3 separate regions of the Mus musculus genome follow, and regions 2 and 3 are each linked to region 1. Evidence: chromatin contacts called from public Hi-C data. All regions are on one chromosome and are shown on one strand. The core of a region is the stretch at or near the end of the contact, and the rest is flanking DNA. Distances in the headings are between cores, read along the strand shown. Region 1 holds the start of 4933433G08Rik (RIKEN cDNA 4933433G08 gene). Region 2 overlaps Gm34974 (a long non-coding RNA gene). Region 3 has its middle 8.1 kb from the start of Gm34828.

The links. Hi-C and Micro-C count contacts between places; a contact is called where the count stands out from the background.
Region 2: a Hi-C map of stem cell-derived neural stem cells shows a contact between it and region 1, with 2.3 times the contacts expected there. The contact joins the enhancer-like site here to the promoter of 4933433G08Rik in region 1. A contact is called at or near these places in 6 of 484 Hi-C or Micro-C datasets (bone marrow-derived macrophages, cerebellar granule neurons, epidermal suprabasal cells and 2 more), 5 of 115 datasets of contacts at active chromatin or transcription factors (astrocytes, embryonic basal ganglia, embryonic stem cells and 1 more) and 1 of 9 other capture datasets (embryonic stem cells).
Region 3: a Hi-C map of bone marrow-derived macrophages shows a contact between it and region 1, with 11 read pairs. The contact joins the enhancer-like site here to the promoter of 4933433G08Rik in region 1. A contact is called at or near these places in 4 of 484 Hi-C or Micro-C datasets (bone marrow-derived macrophages, hematopoietic stem and progenitor cells, liver and 1 more), 2 of 115 datasets of contacts at active chromatin or transcription factors (embryonic basal ganglia and large pre-B cells) and 1 of 9 other capture datasets (embryonic stem cells).

What each region holds. Positions count from the first base shown.
Region 1 is chr9:61,103,872-61,107,321 of GRCm38.p6, reverse strand. 4933433G08Rik (RIKEN cDNA 4933433G08 gene) reads left to right here and starts at 1,936. Exons shown (of 2, transcript NR_105026.1): 1 at 1,936-2,168; 2 at 2,698-3,450. All of the region lies in intron 2 of Gm34004 (a long non-coding RNA gene), which reads right to left.
Region 2 is chr9:61,886,389-61,889,838 of GRCm38.p6, reverse strand. All of the region lies in intron 1 of Gm34974 (a long non-coding RNA gene), which reads left to right. Among named protein-coding and RNA genes, the nearest start is that of Gm34974, 11 kb to the left of the region's middle. Within about 2 kb of position 1,713, at least 19 of the 459 cell types and tissues checked have an H3K27ac peak or open chromatin away from gene starts, as enhancers often do. A contact at or near this core is called in stem cell-derived neural progenitor cells and stem cell-derived neural stem cells, where this site is marked.
Region 3 is chr9:61,828,811-61,832,260 of GRCm38.p6, reverse strand. No RefSeq gene overlaps it. Among named protein-coding and RNA genes, the nearest start is that of Gm34828, 8.1 kb to the right of the region's middle. Within about 2 kb of position 1,815, at least 19 of the 459 cell types and tissues checked have an H3K27ac peak or open chromatin away from gene starts, as enhancers often do. A contact at or near this core is called in bone marrow-derived macrophages, where this site is marked.

The DNA of each region.
Region 1 (3,450 bases), core at 687-3,186:
TTGAAATGTGTGAATTTTACGAATGGAAAGTACACTTCAATACTTCAATAATTTGGTTAACAATAAAGGGCTGATGTCATGGCCAAAGGGGCTTCCCACAAAGCCTGAGGACTGTCTATCTGACCCACAGGATAGAAACTGAGTAGCAATTCTTGGGAGTTGTCTTTTGACTTTCACCCAGAAGAGGTGTGTGTGTGTGTGTGTGTGTGTGTGTGTGTGTGTGTGTGTGTGTGTGTTTGTGTGTGTGTGTGTGTGTGAGAGAGAGAGAGAGAGAGAGAGAGAGAGAGAGAGAGAGACATAAAATAAATCTAAAAAAAAAAGTATAGTCAAGCTGGGCAGTGGTGGCGCATGCCTTTAATCCCAGCACTCGGGAGGCAGAGGCAGACGGATTTCTGAGTTCAAGGCCAGCCTGGTCTACAAAGTGAGTTCCAGGACAGCCAGAGCTACACAGAGAAACCCTGTCTCGAAAAACCAAACCAAACCAAACCAAACCAAAAAAAAAAATATATAGTTGAAACAAAATTTACTATTCAGACACTCAATTTTCAGCTCAAAGTTCAGAAAGGCAACATCACAGTTAGTGACCATTACAAAATCAAATGTTTATGTGTATGATGGGCATGGGTGTTTTGCCCAAATGTGTGTCTGTGCACTGTGTAGGTACCTAGTGTCTGAGGCCAGAAGAGGGCATCAAATCCTTTGGAACTGAGACTAGAGATGGGTATGAGCAGCTGGGGATAGAATCTGGGATCCTGGAAGAGCACTCAGCTCTCTTAACTGCAGAGCCACCTCTTCCAGCACCTGGTGGCCATTTTTTAAAAAGTGACCACAAAATAAATCCCCATCAGCAAGCAAGATTCACTTACATGCACCCACACGAGATGAGAGCCAGTTATTAATAAGATTAATTTATATGTACCCACATGAAATGAGAGCCAGCTATTAATAAGCTAACTTGTGTGCATCTTAATATTATTTCTGTGAAAAAAGCACATATGTTCTTAAATGCAGTCAATAAATAAATCAAGAAAGTACACAGATGCATCCACTGAGGACTTCCCTGGGAAGGAACTGGTGCCGCAAAGTGGGGGGACACCACAAGAACTTTAATCTCATGCTTTCTTCACGCTATCTTATCTTTTTATGAGTGTGATTTAGTTTTGGAATTAAAAGTTTCAAAAACAAAATCAGCTCATCCCACTCCTTTGTTCCGAGCCATTCTCTGAGTCATCTCTGCTCACGAGAGCATGGTTCTTAGTTTGGCAGGCAGAGCGCTCCGTGCTCCACTTTAGTTCAGCAGCCTGCTCAGTCTCTATGGGGGCACTGTTTCCACGGGGGTCTCCTGGTTCATTCTCACAGCCTCCTGTGAAGTGAGCCCAGAGGCCTACCTGCCGCTGCAGCCCTAGTGCCAGACGCAGAGTCTGGCCCGTGGTGAGTGCCCCAGCATCAATAGCAGAGTTACCAGAACACCTCACATCACTTTCTATTGCCAACCTCAGATTCTGAGTAATCTCACCTTTCGGATCCACCCTGTGAGGGCACAACCATCAAATGAGGAAGTGGGAAGAGAGAACGAGATGCAAGGATGATAGAGACAACAGCCCTACCCTTGTGGCTGTGGAAGCTGAAGGTCTTAATTATGGGAAATAGAGCTTCCTAACCAGGCCACGTCTCCTGGGCATCTGCCGAGCACGACATGGCTAGAGAGGGTCACACCAGGATGACCTGGGGCCTGTGTGGCCAGGCTTTCCTGTTTGCTCTGACATTCTCCCTTGTCCTGCATTTCTAAAGACCCCCTGTGAGGCCTCTAGCCACTAAGATCTCTGGATATTAGCCACAGGCTTCTCTTCTTTCCTCCTTAAATACAATTCCAGAATCTTCTTTGTCCCTATTCCAAATTCTATTGCCAAATCTAGAATCTGGGAGAACAGCACTCAATCCAAGGGCATCTTTGCTTAAACAGAGTGACTTTCCCATGGCAGTGAGCAGAAATTTCTGCGTGTCTGTCCATTCTCTTGTTTTCTCCATGGATACAAGGTGTAACTGACTAACTGACCACAGCAGCTCACAGTGCTAACCACTGAGCAACAGCATTTGATGAGCTGAGTTGTGTGGCTAGCTTGCTACCACCAGGCCCCAAGTCCTGAGCCCCAAAGGAAAGGGAAAAGGTAAATGCTTTCCATATACATCCTCCCTCAGTTGAAAGGCTGAGAGCGCCCAGACCACAATTGGAGTGATGGCCTTAGCCCAATACAGACAGAAGATCCCCAGCTAGGGCCTATGTCTTGAGCTGCACTGGCTGACTGCTGCTTCTAGGCGACTCTTCTCACTACTTCAGACCATACTCCTGGGAATACTAAGGAAGAAGGATTGTGGGAATGTCACAGAGATGTACAGACAGAGGCGGGAGTAAGGTTTCAAGACCTAATAATTTATGGACATAGAAATCTAGATGCTCGGGAGGAAGACATTTAATAAATCCATCCCCGTCAATACTATACAAGACCGGATTAGAAGCTGTCCCTCCAGAGAAGTATGGGGCAGGGACCACCTGGGGGCTTGATTGCTAGGGATCAAATGAAGAAAGTCTCAGGCACGAGGCACACCAGGGCCAGGTGGGGAGCCTGGGAAAATGACCAAGAACGGGACATCAGGACTAGAACATGTTAGTAACAGGAAACAACTCGGTCTTTTCAGATAACACTGCGACAGACAGAAGAACACAGCGGAAGTTAACAAGTGCCTCTTCCAGCACAGTATCTCCCTCTGAAGCTTCCCACCCCTTCAGAGGACAACTGTGCAGAAGCCCACAGTGGGCCTCTGTAACAGCCAGTCCCAGTGCCTAGGTAAACCAAGCACCAGGCTGAGCATGCCTGGGCACCTTCTTGTCATGTCTTATTTACCATGAGCAGTGAAACAAGGGCTCTTGCCATTCCTACCTGTTGGGTGTGAAACAGAACCCACAATGTTGAACGACTTACCCAAGGTCACACGGCCAGCCAGAGAGGAGGTGCTAACTCAGATGCATTCAGGTGTGTTGGAGAGACACGCTCCCCACGTGATCATGTCTGAAAGGTGAAAGGCCCTGGTAGGAATCAAGAAGATGACAGTATAAACGTGCAGATTGGCAGCCTAGACAGGCTTGAGGGACATCTAACCCAGCAAGGTCATGAATGTTAGCATTGTAAGGTCAAGACAGAGCATGGTTGCTTATATTCTCACATCAGCTCTTTTGAAAAGGGACTAAAAAGTTCAGAAAGGTATGGGTTGAGGTAGGGGATTCGTTGCCAGTGATTCTCAGGCCCGTTCCACATTAGGCTATATAGTTGTCACTTTGGGGGTTAGAGACAAAAGTGGCACGTAATCAGAGGCTGTGGAAGATGCTGAGGACTCCAGAGGTTGGCATGGAGGCAGGTGGACTCTCCATTTGCAGAGGAGATGAGCTCTGCC
Region 2 (3,450 bases), core at 464-2,963, 780 kb before region 1:
TGTGGACACCTCCAACCCTGGGTGGCTGTGGTCTTGGGCCAAGCATAAGGAAGGAGTGTCTGACACATCACACCAAGTTCACACATCCTCTAAGTTCATGGGATACTGAGTGTTCGGCCACTGTGATGGCTGTCAGCCGGGAACCTCTAAGATGAAGCCCCCTTCACTTATGCACAGATTCCAACTGAGCCCTGAGGGTCCCCAAGCTCCTGAGGTACAGATGAGGCCCAGAGTTGAATCAGCCCCTTGCTTTTTTCCATATCTAAGAGCATGTGCTCACAGAGACCCACGTGTGGGGGTGGGGGGACTCTCCGAAGCACTCAGAGAAGCCTGTGGCTGGGCACCTGACTTAGAATCCTGCTGGGATCTCTTCTCCTACCCTACACTCTCAACTTCCCCGCCTCCCATTGGCTTCTCTTCCTCTATAATTTACGTATGTATGTATGCATGTATGTATGTAATGTACTCCCCTTCCCTGCGTTGGCTGTCACATTCCTTCCCCTCCTACTTCACAGCACAGTTCAGCTGCAGCAGCCCGCAAATGCACATATCAAAACCTGCCAGGAGAGGCTTGGTGGCTAAGAGCACTGGCGGTTCTTCTAGAGGACCTGAGTTCAGTTCCTAGCACACACATGGTTGCTCATGACCATCTGAACCTCCAGTTTCAGGGGATTTGAAGCCCTCTTTTGGACTCTGGGCACCAGGTACTCATGTGGTTCACAGACATCCACACAGGCAAACATACCTGCACACATAAAATAATAAAATAAAAATTAAGAACATTTCTCAGGAGCTTCTCAGGCAGATAGACTCCAGAGAGGGGGATCATGGGATCGTTCTACAGGAAGGGGTCGCCATGGGCCAAGAGAAGGCTCAGTGGGAGAATGCTCTCACTGTGAAGCCTTGGTGACCTCAGTTGATTCCTAGAACCACATAAGGTGGAAGGAGAGCCAGACTTCACGAGTGTGGTCTGATCTCCAGACTCTTACCATCACCACACATGTGCCTATCCCCCATTACATTCGTTGGGGAGCAGGAGACACAAATAATAAATTTAGTATGTAAAAAAAAAGTCCTCAGAAAGATTAAAAGCTGGCCTAGGGAGACGGCAGAGTTGATAAAGGCACTTGCTATGCAGGCTGGAACACCTGTCCAGAACCCACACGGAGCCAGATGTGGTGCACATCTGTAATCCCAATACTCCCACTGTGAAATAGGAGGGAGAAATAGGAGATTCAATGAAAAATCACAGGCCAGCTAGCCTGGAGCATGGAGCAGTAAGAAATTTTACAGACCCTGTCTCAAATAAGGTGGAGGGCAAGATCCAATACCCAAGGCTGTTCTCTGACCTCTACGTGCTCATCATGGTCAAATGCAGACATAAATACAGAGAGGGGGGGGGGAAGGGGAGAGGGGGAGGGGGAGGGGGAGGGGGAAGGGGAGAGGGAAGAGAGGGAGAGGGAGGAGACTCCTGCAGCCTCGTGGGAGATCAGGGGTAAGGAATCCTGCATCCTGCTTCTGACTCCTCACCTTTAGGCTGGTCTTGTGCTATGATGTGGGCAGACTCACCCTGTGAGAACATTCTATCCCGTTCAACACGGCACTTTCCCTCTCTGGCTGCCGTCCAACCTCACTCTGCATTACCCCTTCATCTACGATGGCATCCTCCCTGATCTTCCTCTAGAGGCCTTTGGCTGGCTGCCTGCATGGCAACTCCGGAGGGTCTGGGAGCTTGGCTCTGGCATTCATCCACTGGGAGTTGGGACCAGCTCTCTGCAACTGGAGCTGACATGGTGAATTGTCCCACCTTACAGGAATGTCTTCAAAGATGGTCCCAGCAGCTGGACCTGGCAGAGATGTGAGGACAGAAGCCAGGAAAGAACCCCAGAAAGTGATGACAAGGGGCAAGGAGTGCAGTTCCCCTCCAGTCTGGGGCTCTCCATGGTGCATTGGCACACAGGCCAGGCCAGAAGGGTGGCCAGCATCGTATAGGAGTGGCCGTTAGCCCTGAGCGGGAAGTGGCTTGTTTTGGTTGGGGCACAGGGGAGAAGCTGGTGCTGTGCCTTGAGACGTGAATGAATGAATGAATGAATGAATGAATGATTGACAGGAGAAAGCAAAGGAACAGAGGAAGGGAGGGGACACATGCAGGGGCTCAGGCTTCCCACACTCGAGCCCTGGAAGGTAAGGAGGTGGGGAGGACGCTAGTCAAGATGACCCACCTCAACAGGTGCATGAGGCTGGTGAGGTAGACAAGAGAAAAAAATGCTTCTGGTAGAGAGGGGGAGTCACAAACCCAGGCAGGAAGGGAGCAGATGGCCTGTCTCGTAGGCCACAGAGAGTCAGTCACTTGAGGTTTTGTCAGGGTGGAAGGTGAGGTTACTGTTAGCTCTTTTCAGGACCCCAGGCTTTGTCAAATAAGCCAGAGGGGGGTCCTGGGAAGGTCCCGAGCAGAAGAGGACAGTGGTTGTCACAAATTGAGCTCTAGGCTAAGTTGGGATGCACAAGACTCTATCTCGAAACAACAAACAAACAAACAAGGCCACACAAAGCTCCCTCTAACACAGGGCCCAGTGAGATGGCTCAGTGGGTAAGGGCACTAAGCTGCCAAGCCTGTTGATCTGAGTTCTTTTCCAGGGTCCACACCATGGAAGAAAAGGCCCGACTCTCTCAAGTTGTCCTCTGACCTCTACATGTGTGTCATAGCATGCATGTGCTGTCTCCAAATAAATAAATAATGTAAGACAAAACAAAACCCAACAAAACTGCCCAATAACACGGAACAGAGCAAAAGGCAACAACAGCCTTGAAGTGTTTTTTTCATTTCTTATATTATGTCTTTTAATTTCTCGGAGTGTGTGTTATACGTGTATATGTGCTCGTGAGTATGTGGGGTTTTGATGTGTGTATGTGTATATGCATTTGTGTGTATGAGTTTATGGATGCGTGTATGTATATATGTGCATATGAGTGTGTGTATGTGTTTATGGATGGGTGTATGTATAGATGTTCATGTGTGAGTGTGTGTGTATGTATGTATGTAAATATGTGCATGTGTGAGTGTGTATGTATGTATATATGTACATGTATGAACGTGTGTGTATTTATGGATGTGTGTATATATATGCATGTGTGAGTGTGTGTATGTATATATGTGCATGTGTGAGTGTGTGTGTATGTATGCATGTGTGTGTATGTATGTATATATGTATATGTGTGAACGTGTGTGTGTTTATGGATGTGTATATATGTGCATATGAATGTGTGTGTTTATGGATGTGTATGGGTATATATATATGCATGTGTGAGTGGGTGTGTTTATGGATGTTTGTATGTGTATACATGCATATGAGTGTGTGTTTATGGATGTGCATATGTGTATATTCGCATGCATATGTGGATGTGTTTGCATTTCTTGGCTGCCTGGAAGTGTTTCAGAAGGTCAGTCCT
Region 3 (3,450 bases), core at 566-3,065, 730 kb before region 1:
GAATCTACAGTCGCCTAGGGGACAAGCTTCTAGGCATACCTGAGAGGATCCAGACTAGATTCTCTGAGATGAAAAGAATCTCCCTAACTTGGGTGCACATTTTAGGGACTGGAGGCCTAGGCTGAAGAGAAGGAGGAAGTGAGATAAACAACAGCAGCACATCACATCTCCTTCCTGACTACCCTGGGTGCAACGTGGCCAGCTGCCTCAAGCTCCCACTCCCATGCCTTCTCTGCTGCAACGGGCTGCACACTGAAACTGTGAGCCGGAACAAACCCTTTCCCCTTAAGTTGCTTTTGCCAAGCATCGTGACACAGAAGCAAGATAAGTCATCAATCAATTCATCTGTTAAGGCTGGCCCTTTGGACCAGGAAGCCCCAGGTTAACAAAGACTGTGAAAGAATAGAGACGTGCCTTGTACACACAAGGTTTCCCATGATCTGGCGCAGAGTTGATACTTTGGCACATGCTTGGTGGACACACAAAGCCCACGAGGAGTGCGATGGCTGATGGCATGTGTTGATTTGCATATGCTACGGTGACTGGTGGTTTAGTCAGACACCAGCCAAGGTATCACAAAATATTTTATGTCCGAGACTAACATTTAAATCAATCAAGCCCACTGCCTGTTTCTGTCTAGGTGATTAGAAATCCAGTGGATTCCAGGCCGATGTTGTGAAGTTGAACTAGAGACTGTGATCTAGAGCCGAGGAGCCCCTCTCTTTGGCTTCTCTGGGGGCATATTGGTTGATGAAGAGTTGTCTTGAGCTGCACTTTATTCCAGGGACATCCTACCCATGGCCCAGGCATTGCTAGACCAGGCCTATGGTTATTTTGAGTGGCAGCAGGCAGAATGACATCATCTACAGAGTTCGTGATTGAGAATCATGCACTCAAGTTACAAAAATTGCAACAGAAACCACTTCATAGTATTTTAAGTAAGTTTAAAGTTTTGTCTTGGGCCAAATTCCCATATATTCTGGCCTGTACTTGCTGTCAGGTGGGTTAGACACTCCCGGCTATGTCATCTCGTCCCAAAAGCTTTAGGCACTGGTCAGCTCTGCAGACAGTGGACAGGGGACAGTTCACAACAGTTTCCCCTTCTCCCTTTCGACCTCCTTCTTTCTCTTTATATGTATATTCATGAGCGCGCGCGCACGCACACACACACACACACACACACACACAGACAGAGAGAGAGAGAGAGAGAGAGAGAGAGAGAGAGAGAGAGGAGAGAGAGGCATGTGTCTTTGTATGTGGCTCTCCATACCTAGCCATACATCTCTAGCTATTTTACTTCTGTGTTCTTTGACTCTTGGGGATCCTAAGTAGGGCAGAATTAGGGAGGCTATTGTCCTTGTGAGTAGTGATGACCTTGAACTACAAGTTGGGGACACTGGAAGCAGCCTCTGCAGAGAGACAGTCCATGATGGAGAGGAGCCTGTCTTACTAGCAGCTCTTTTCTGATCAGGGTCTCCCTAGGCATCCCAGATTGGCTGGAACTTGGGATCCTCCTGCCTCAGCCTCTCTGGGTGTGGGATTACAGATGTGCACTACCATGCTGGCTCACTAGCAAGCCATTCCTCTAGGTGGTCTGTCAACAAGACACACCCTGCTGATCTACCCCTGGCAGCGGTATCATGCTTTTTTGGATCCCCTTGGAAAATGGATGGAGGGGCTGTTATAAACTGGGACAACCCAATGGGGGCAGGTGCCATTCCCCAGTCTCCCCTGCCAGCCTTGGTGCCATCCTCCAGCTATGGTGCAGGAGTGTCAAACAGTAGAGGGCACCAGAGGCCTGTCTCTGCTGTGACAGCCTGTTTTGGTGGCATCAGGCATGTGTGGGCGAAGGTGGTGCGGCTGCTGTAGGAGGTGGTACTCTGTCGTAAACAGGGAGAGCTCCGGATTGCTGCTGTGCCTTTTTAACTGTAGTTTCATATGGCTGTATGAGGCCAACTACATCCAGTGGGCTACAGAGAGCACCTGGGACCAGGACCTGGGGGTGTGACGCGCCTTGGCTTCTCAGGAGTGGGTCTTACATGATTAGGTGCTTTTTCTCTCGGTCAGCTCTGCATTTCACTGCTGTGCGTCAAACCTGGGAGGGCAAGCTAGGAGCCAGGACAAAGCACAGTGGGGCGCAGTGTACCAACAGCCAGGCTGCATGGCCCAAAGTGATGAGGCTGTCCCCAGACTTCTTCTCTCCAGTACCTTGAGTTTCACCATCACACTTCTGCCCACTGGCTGCCCTACTCCCACCTCTCTACTCTGCACAATGTTCTGGTTTCAGGAAGAAGGGAAGGATGGAGGTTGGGGAGGGCGGCGACTGACAGTAACAGTTTTCACGGACAGATGCGCCTGGGGGTGGGGTGATGCAGGGGTGGTGCCATGTGGGATGGAGAGCTTCATCCTTGCTCTGCTTTGAACTGGTGTTCCGTTCCAGCAGCTGCATGTATGCTCTGCTGAGCCTTTCCTTTCCAGAGCTTCGGTTTCCGTCTCTGTAAAAAGGGGCTCAGGTGATCTGGGGTTCTCATCTGGTCCTTGTACCTTGAGGTCCATGTGTTGAGGATCAGGCTCAGGGAGGCACTTTGGTCTTGGGGAAGGGATGGGAAGGAAACAGACTCTGAGAGTTGTTAGCTGGCTGTGCTGTTCTGCCAGGAGTTGTTCCAGCCTCTGCTCCTGTTTGATCTCCTTTGGTGTTGGCACGTGGTCATGATTGACACATCTCCAGATCACACAAGACCAAGGTCAGGTGAAATCTGTCACCTCTAGCCCTGCTTGGCTCTCTAGGAAGAGAGGTTGTTAGTGACACCAAATTTCCCACACTCCCTATCTGTCTTCTGTAGGTCACTGTCCTTTACTTCCCGGCTGTGACCCCTCCCACATGGGCAGATGATCTGTCCTCCAGAATGTCAGGCATGATCTGTGGGCAGTCACCTAGGGATGGATTGGGGCGGGACATGGAACTGTTCCTTGGCACTCAGCTGTGGGGTACTTCTTTTTGGAATGACTTTGTTGTCCCTCCTCTAGGATGGCCAACTCCTGAGGCTCCAACCTCTTCATAAGGCTACTCCTGGGTGGGACTGGCTAGAGATGCAAGTCTTCCTCAGTCCTTCAGTCTATTTACCTTGGCTCAAGCTCTGGATGCTTGGGGATGTAGTAGGGAGAGAGACCACTTTTTGGATGTCTCCAGCACTCCCAGGATTCCATCCTAGAGTCTTAGAGTTCAGCAGTGTCCACAGAGCTAATCCCTCACCACTGGGCTTCGTGAGCACCCTGGATGGCTCTCAGATGCCTGTTACCTCCTTAGAGCTCCTGAGGTAGGGTGCTAGTGTTTTCCTCCTCTTCATCACTGGAGGCATCTTCAGTCCTTGTGGAGTGTCTTGTTATACCACTAGGCCCACCCTGCATCTGGTTATTTACATAGGCCCAGCAGGATGCAAAGCCACCGGG